Regions from separate parts of the Hordeum vulgare genome. Here region 1 is linked to region 2. A link is a contact called in public Hi-C data. All regions are on one chromosome and are shown on one strand. The core of a region is the stretch at or near the end of the contact, and the rest is flanking DNA. Distances in the headings are between cores, read along the strand shown. Region 1 holds the start of LOC123443700 (zinc protease PQQL-like). Region 2 holds the start of LOC123443699.

Region 1 (4,114 bases), core at 555-3,054, 370 kb after region 2:
CCAATCACTATGTCCATGTATCGGGAAATAACTTCAATGCATATTCACATGATTACTCGCATACTTCACAAGTGCACAATAGAAGTAATCAAAGAGAAACATCTCCTACTGGACCGAATCAAATTAGGTCTCCTCCACCCACCAGAACGTGGGTGGTGAAAGCTAAGTAGTCTTTCTTAAATGTTGTCATGGAGCTACTCATTTCTTATCTTCTACCCCGAGATAAAATTGTTGGTGCATGAACTTGTCTGTCCAACCTTTGTGTTTTATCTACCGAGTTGTCTATTTTCTAAACGATTCTATTCGCTCATGCCTTTCCATTTTTTTCATTTGAAGGATTTGGCGTTTCGTCCGATGAACAATTCAGTCGAAGTTATTTGGATTTTGTTTCGTGTTCTAGTCGAGTGATTATGTTTTGGACCCTATTTCCCCTCTATTCTTTCTTGTCTAACTCTTTACTGTCCGTCATGTGTATGCAAATTGATTTGAACCACATTTTCCTCTACCATCCTTGGTCACGAATGAAATGCACTTTGAAACTTTTATCTGTTCTGGCAGAGGCCCCGTTGAACCTTTCAAAATCTCGCTCTCTTGCCGAGTATCGGGGGAAACAGTTGGCACGTGCCTCATGATCTCCACGTGTTGAATGTTGAGAGTCCAGTTTTTGTGGACCGTAGATCTCGCTTAAGCGGTTGGGTCTTTTCCTTATAAACCCCTCCCGTTGTCTTCTTCCTTTAGTTTCTCTTTTGTTTCACCCTCGTATTCTCTCCCCTAGTACACTCAGCACGAGCTCGAAGCAAGTCTGACGAGGAGCTTCACCGTGCAACTCCGGCCTAACCTCGACGCATTTGGACTCCTCACAAAGGTGGAGGGAGTAAGAAAATGAGAGGTGCGGCAAAAGCTTCCAAGCCACCCAAGGTTTCAAAGAAAAAAGGGAGTCCAAATCAAAATCAGCAGCCAAAGTATGTGCTGAAGAAGAAAAAGCCAATGGTTTTGGCATGAAAATGTGTGGAAAAAGTATCAAATTCTGTTCGCATTTTATCTCAAGACTTGCATGTAATTTAGAGACGACAATAAAAACATGTCTACAATGGGTTATCTCTTAACATCCTCTACAATAACTGAAGGGACTATTGATTTTATGCCCCTGGTTGGGACACACTCGGCAAGTTTAAAAAAACACTCGTTCCAGCCCAAACCATTTGCTTCTCTTATGATTTTGTCCTTTCACTATCACTTTGTAAACTTCACAAAAAAATCATAGTAACTCAGAAAAACTCAAATAAGATATCAAAATATTTAGAAAAACATCACCTATATGTGCATGCCGTTCTTGACAAAAATGTTGGAAAGTCCTCATCGTAGATGATAGCTCAAACTCATATGGGGACTTTCTAGCATTTTTGTCATAAATGCGAATGACATGCACATATAGATGACGTTTCTTTGAACATTTTGACATCTTATTTGAATTTTTCCAAATTAGTATGATTTTTTATGAAGTTTTTAAAATGATGGTCAAATGGTTAAAGGACAAAAGCATAAGAGGAGCTAAGCGACTTGGGCAGAATCAGAATATTAAGAAATTAGGGATGATCTCTTAAATAAGAGAAGATAGACCTTTTCTTTCGAATTTTCTTCCCTCACACTTCTGAAATAACATCATTATTATACGTGCTGTGCAAACCCCTTATCGTGTCAAAAAAATATTCTGACGTCACCGCACGGCGTACGGCCAGTCTGCCACGTATCTCATTGCACGCGCATCCCTAGCCCGACGTACCCGTCCCATCCGATCCCTGCTCCCTCCCTCGCTTTCGCTGCGCAGTACCAGGAGCAGCCATGGATCTGCTACCGCCGGCGTCGGAGGCGCCGGCCGGTGGCGGCGCGGTTGGTGGGCGAGGGCTGCGACGCGGGGTCGGGTTCCGGTCGCTGAAGCTGGTGAACGTGTCCATGGAAGAGGCCCTCCCGGCCGAGCCCGTCGGCGTCGCCTACGGCCGCCTCGCCAACGGACTCACCTACTACGTCCGCTCCAATCCCAAGCCCCGCATGCGCGCAGCCCTCTCCCTCGCCGTCAAGGTCGGGTCAGTACTCACTCTCTAGCGTGCATCCCTTTGCTCGACCTGCTCTTCGGTCCCTTAGTTCGTTTATTTTGGTCGTATATCTGTATGTGGCTGGATTTGATTCGCGCGTGCAGGTCGGTGGCGGAGGAGGAGGACGAGCGCGGGGTGGCGCATATCGTCGAGCACCTTGCCTTCAGCGCCACGTCACGCTACACCAACCATGACATCGTTAAATTCCTGGAGAGCATTGGCGCAGAGTTTGGCGCCTGCCAGAACGCTCTCACCTCCTCTGACGAAACCATCTATGAGCTGCTCGTGCCTGTGGACAAGCCCGGACTGCTCTCCCAGGCAATCTCCATCCTCGCCGAGTTCAGCTCCGAGGTAATAATGGGGTTTCGGCCTTCCATCCACTGCCATTTACTCATGTGTAGTTTGCTGATGCTGGTAAATGTTGGCGAGAAGGTTCGGGTTTCAGCGGAGGATCTGGAGAAAGAAAGGGGTGCTGTGCTGGAGGAGTACAGGGGCGGGCGCAACGCCACTGGGAGGATGCAGGACTCCCACTGGACATTGTTGTTTGAGGGTTCTAAGGTATTGCTCTCTGTCCTGCTATAAACGGAAAATCTACAATAATCACTTGTTCCATCACATCGATGTGCAAGAGCCGTCTGTGGGTGTCAGTTTAAGTAGTGACCTTCTTCTATGAAGGGCAGGGTGTGCTCTGTGGCGCATTGTGTTTTCCTAATGGGATTCAATGATACTGTATTTACAACTATAGGTATTTGTAAAAAAGGTATGCTTTGTTAATGTCCTTCTGTTCAGTATGCAGAACGTTTGCCGATAGGTACAGAGAAGGTGATACGGACCGTTACACATGAGACAGTTAGAAATTTTTATCATAAGTGGTACAATCTAAGCAATATGGCTGTCTTTGCAGTGGGTGACTTCCCAGATACACAGGTCTGTATTTGCTCCCATTGGCATAATTGAAATCCATTTATCCATAATATTATCGCCATTTTGTGTGTAACTCTTGACTTACTACAGGCTGTTGTTGAGTTAATAAAGGAGCATTTTGGCCAGAAAGCGCCAGCTTCCTTCCCTCCACAGGTTATACCGGAGTTTCCAGTTCCATCGCATATTGAACCTCGATTTTCATGCTTTGTGGAATCCGAAGCTGCAGGGGTCAGTATTTTATAATCAGGGATATATTTTGTATCTAACTGTGAATGTTTCTAATAAGACACCTTTTATCTGTTTTCTTGTTTCTCTTGTACCCAAAACAGTCAGCTGTTGTTATTAGCTGTAAGATGCCTGCTGGTGAAATTAAAACAGTCAAGGATTATAGGGACTCATTGGCAGAATCAATTTTCCATTGTGCTCTGAACCAGAGGCTCTTCAAACTATCTCGTAGGAGGGATCCTCCATACTTCTCTTGCTCTTCAGCCGCAGATGCTCTTGTCCGTCCGGTGAAGGCATACATTATGACATCCAGTTGTCGCGAAAGAGGCACGGTTGAGGCTCTTGAGTCTATGCTAGTTGAGGTATAAATGGAGATGCATTTCTTGCCATGGCACCCTGCATTATCAAAAATCTAATGGTCAACCAACTGGTTAGAATAATAAATATCATGGGAAGTTCCAGTGAGCCAATGGCAGAAAACAATTAGTACGCAAATAACACCCTTACTTTATTGTATGATCGTATCCTCATTGCGGAGCCAATCGTTGGCACACTGGCAATGATTTCTTAATATAGAGAATTACACTTTATGGTTGAAAGAATGTGGTTTATCTAATCTTGTGATGTTTGACTTCAAAGTGATCCCTTTCGCAATATTTTTCTGAAGGTTGCTAGGGCACGGCTCTATGGATTTTCTGAACGTGAGATATCGATTGTGCGTGCTTTAATGATGTCAGAGATCGAGTCTGCATATCTGGAGCGTGATCAAATGCAATCAACCAGCTTACGTGATGAATTTCTGCAGGTTCTCACAATCCCATCTCTTAATATTTCTCCGGTTTTGGTTTGTAGGATTTATTTCATTCTATGTT
Region 2 (3,704 bases), core at 749-3,248:
TCAAGACCTTAGCTCTGAAACCATGTTAAGCTTCATGCACTAGCCAACTCAACCAAAAATTCAAACTAATGGAAAGGGCTAGTGCAATCCACATATACTGTAACAGTGTGGACGGCATGTGCCAGGCTTGGAATAGGGTGGCTGCCAGCAAAAGGATGGCTCATATTGGTCGGCCTGACAACGGTGTCGCCGGTGCCGTCACCTTCCTGAAGGCATGCGCCACTTGAGGCCGTGGCTGCTATTCTTCTCGGTTGGCATCGTTTTGATGCGGTCTAGAGGTATCAGAGTCTTCCATCTGCGATCAAGGTGGTAGATGTGCATGTTTTTCTTAAAACAGCCAACGGTTGGATCTCCACCTGAAAATGATCTCATTTTAAAAAGAGATTAATCCAATTTATAAGAGAAACTGGATTGAAAACCTAACAGATCGACGGTGAGTGTGCATGGTGAAGCAATCCAGATGTGGACTCGGCTCCGTGATGGCCTTCGGTGTGGACTCGGTCGCTCCTTGCCCTTCGCTGCGCCAATAGCCTCGAGGCTTCAGGATTTGGTCTGGTAGATTGGAGCTCTTTGTATACAGCTGTGGTGTTCCTATGCAACCTTTAAGGACAATGGAGAGGATAGGCCTCCGTTTCCTTCTTTTTGGCGCTTGCCGTCTCAGTCTCGCTTGCCGTCTCAGTCTCGGTGTAGTTCTTCTTAAAAGTAGGCAAATATTTGTAATTTTCATCGATTAAGAAGAAGAGAGTTGTCTGGTTAATTAGAGGAAAATCGGACGAAAACCTAGATTACAAACCACACACAGGCACCGTTGGACAACCTGGCCACTCACAAGATCACGACACAATCGGATCATCGGCATCATCCATCACACATGATCTTTTAGGCTTGTGATTGCCTGTTGTAGTCATTTATCTTGTATTCTTCACTTCTCTTAACGGAAAGGAAGCAAAAGAACTCATATTTCTCGAGAAACAACCTATGGTTGGATGGTTAGGACTTAGGAGGGCAGTGATACCTTGAGCCCACCAGGTATAAAACCCTAGGTTTGACGCTTTGGTGTCTCATAAAGGCGGAATATTCTTTCAGTGAAAGGCGATGTTCCCGTAGAGAGATAGGCGGTTGTGGTGGAAAGAACTCGTGTTTCTTCGATGAAGTTTACCCTCTTTTTGGGCCGGCAAGAATAATGAGATACAACTCAGAATAGTGCTCTTTACTATATATAAATATAAAGAGTAGGCGTAGTTGAAAGTCAGAAATTACTTATTGCTGCTGTCTTTCGTCCAAAAAAAGAGAGTATGGAAGACATGATTACTTGTTGAAAACGACATTCATGGGATTGGGCGAGCCGGTCTTGGCCTGCACGATCTTGTGCCGCTTCTTCTTTATCCTCTCCTCCATCTACCCAATCAAAGAAACAGACCCATCATTAGAAGGAGGACAAGCCAAAGAAGAAGGGGTGGAGAGGAGAAAAGAATCAGTGCTCACACGGGACTGGGCTTTCTTGGGATCGTCGAAGTAGTCCCCCATAATGTCCGCGATCTCGGGGTCGTGGTCGTGGTCATCCTCTGTGTGCTGCCCCCGCCTCGGGAGCCCCTCCTCCTGGAGTTCCTTCCACTCCTGCTCCTCCTCTTCTGTAGCCGTTGCGTGTACCGTTTCCCCTGCGCTTCGGCGGGCGACGAGGCGGGAGGAGGGCCTGAGCCCAGGGAGGATCCGTGTTCGCGGAGTCGCTGTCGCGGTTGGGAGCGGTAGCGGTAGCGCGGAGACGGTGAGGTAGCCGCCGAGGAGGGTGGGGAGCATCCTGGTGCGGCCGGGCTTATTTGCTGGCTGCTGATACCCTGCTGGTGGTGCTGAGGAGATTGAGAGGCGCGTGTTCCGACCTCTAGGCCAGCCGCGCCGCCGGGATGAACGGGGCGGCACGTCGGAGGTTGAGGAACCAAGACTGGGACTCGGGAGGGAGCGTAGCAGTGTATAGTGGATGAGGAAACGAAGAAGAGAGACGGGGCCAATACGGGATGCGACCTAGGGAAGCCGGCGGGCCGATCTACACCAAAGCTAGCCAAACGGACCGGGCTAATCAGGCCAGCCCGCGAGCATGCGGCACTGTCTGTCATGGACCAGGCACGGCACAGGTTAAACAAGGAGCTCCTACCTGCCGATCACTGCGGCAGGCAGCCCTGCGCCGCACAGGGGAAGCCCCGACTGGGCCGGCCCAGTTTTGTTTCTATTTTTCTGTTATTTTTTTCCTTCTCTGTCTTATTTTCTTTTTTTGGTTCGTTTATTCTTCCATTTTTTGTACTTGAACATAAAAAAAGATTAGAACTTTAATATTTTTTTAAAAAATCGTGAACAATTTTCTAAAGCACAAACATTTTTTAAATCATGAGAAACAAAATTCAAAAAAAAACAATTTTTAAAAACCCAGAACAAATTTGAAAACATGAACGAAATTTTCAACCACGAGCATTTTTAAAATTTTGAGAACAAATTTTGAAACCAAGAACAATTTTCAAAAAAGTGAACAAATTTGGAAGCATGAACAATTTTTTTAAAAACGAACATTTTTTTAATCTTGAGAACAAAATTTAGAAAAGGTTTGAGAAACCCCGAACAAATTTGAAAGCACGGACAAAGTTTTAAAGCACGAACAGTTTTTGAATTTTGAAACTGAGTACAGTTCTTTTTTTAAAAGTGAAAAAAATTTGGAAGGGTGATTTTTTCTAAAGCACGAATATTTTTTGAATCTTGAGAACAAAAATATGAAAAGGAGAACAATTTTGAAAAAGCCCGAACAAATGTGAAAGCGTGAAAAAAATTCAAAATTTTAGAGCTTTTTTTGCTTTTTGATAACAATTTTTGAAAGCGAGAACAATTTAATAAAACATGAACAAATTAGGAAGCGCAAACACTTTTTTAGATACACGAATATTTCTTGAATCTTCGGAAGAAATTTTTCAAAACAAGAACTTTTTTTAAAACCCTAGAAAAATTTGAAAGAGCGGATAACTTTTAAAGAACAAATAATTTTTGAATTTTGGGAACAAATTTTGAAACCGAGATCAATTTTAGAAAAACGAGAACGAATTTGGAAGCGCGATTTTTTAAAAATCCACAAAAAAAATTGGAAAACAAAAATAATTTCTTAGTCTATAAATAAATTTGAAAAGGGGAATATTTTTGTTGTAAGAAAGAACATTTATTGAAATTTTTGAAATTCTTTTGAGACGGGAACATTTTTTGAACTAATGTACACTTTTTAAAACATGAACATTTTTAACTTACCTACATTTTCTGAAACGGCAACTATTTTAAGAAAATTAAGAATAATTTTTAAACTTCCTGAACATTTTAAAATCATGAATAATTTTAGAATTGCAAACAAAATTTGAATAAGTTTTCAATTTGTGAACTAATTTTCAAAAAAGAGAAACATTTTTCATAAAATAGGAACATTTTGTATTAAAATGTGAAAAGAAGAACATTTTTTTTTAAATTGCGAACAATTTATGAAAAAGGGAACATTTTTTGAAAAATCAGGCAGTTTTTCAAATACAAGAACAATTTTTGAAACACAAACATTTTTCAAAAGATGAACATTTTGGAAGAAGGAACATTTTTTGAAGCACGGACATTTAAATATAAACTGTGAATACGAGAACATTTTTTGAAATTTAAAATGAAAATTATAAAATGTCAAATAGAAAAAT

The links. A called contact is a pair of places that touch in the nucleus more often than the background predicts.
Region 1: a contact with region 2 is called in a Hi-C map of seedling, with 6 times the contacts expected there. The contact joins the promoter of LOC123443700 here to the promoter of LOC123443699 in region 2. A contact is called at or near these places in 3 of 6 Hi-C or Micro-C datasets (leaf and seedling).

What each region holds. Positions count from the first base shown.
Region 1 is chr3H:305,569,170-305,573,283 of MorexV3_pseudomolecules_assembly, forward strand. It overlaps LOC123443700 (zinc protease PQQL-like), which reads left to right and starts at 1,805. Exons shown (of 21, transcript XM_045120199.1): 1 at 1,805-2,084; 2 at 2,198-2,444; 3 at 2,526-2,651; 4 at 2,883-3,020; 5 at 3,108-3,245; 6 at 3,347-3,604; 7 at 3,910-4,047. The coding sequence starts at 1,843.
Region 2 is chr3H:305,198,740-305,202,443 of MorexV3_pseudomolecules_assembly, forward strand. It overlaps LOC123443699, which reads right to left and starts at 1,999. Exons shown (of 7, transcript XM_045120198.1): 1 at 1,486-1,999; 2 at 1,313-1,398. The coding sequence starts at 1,797.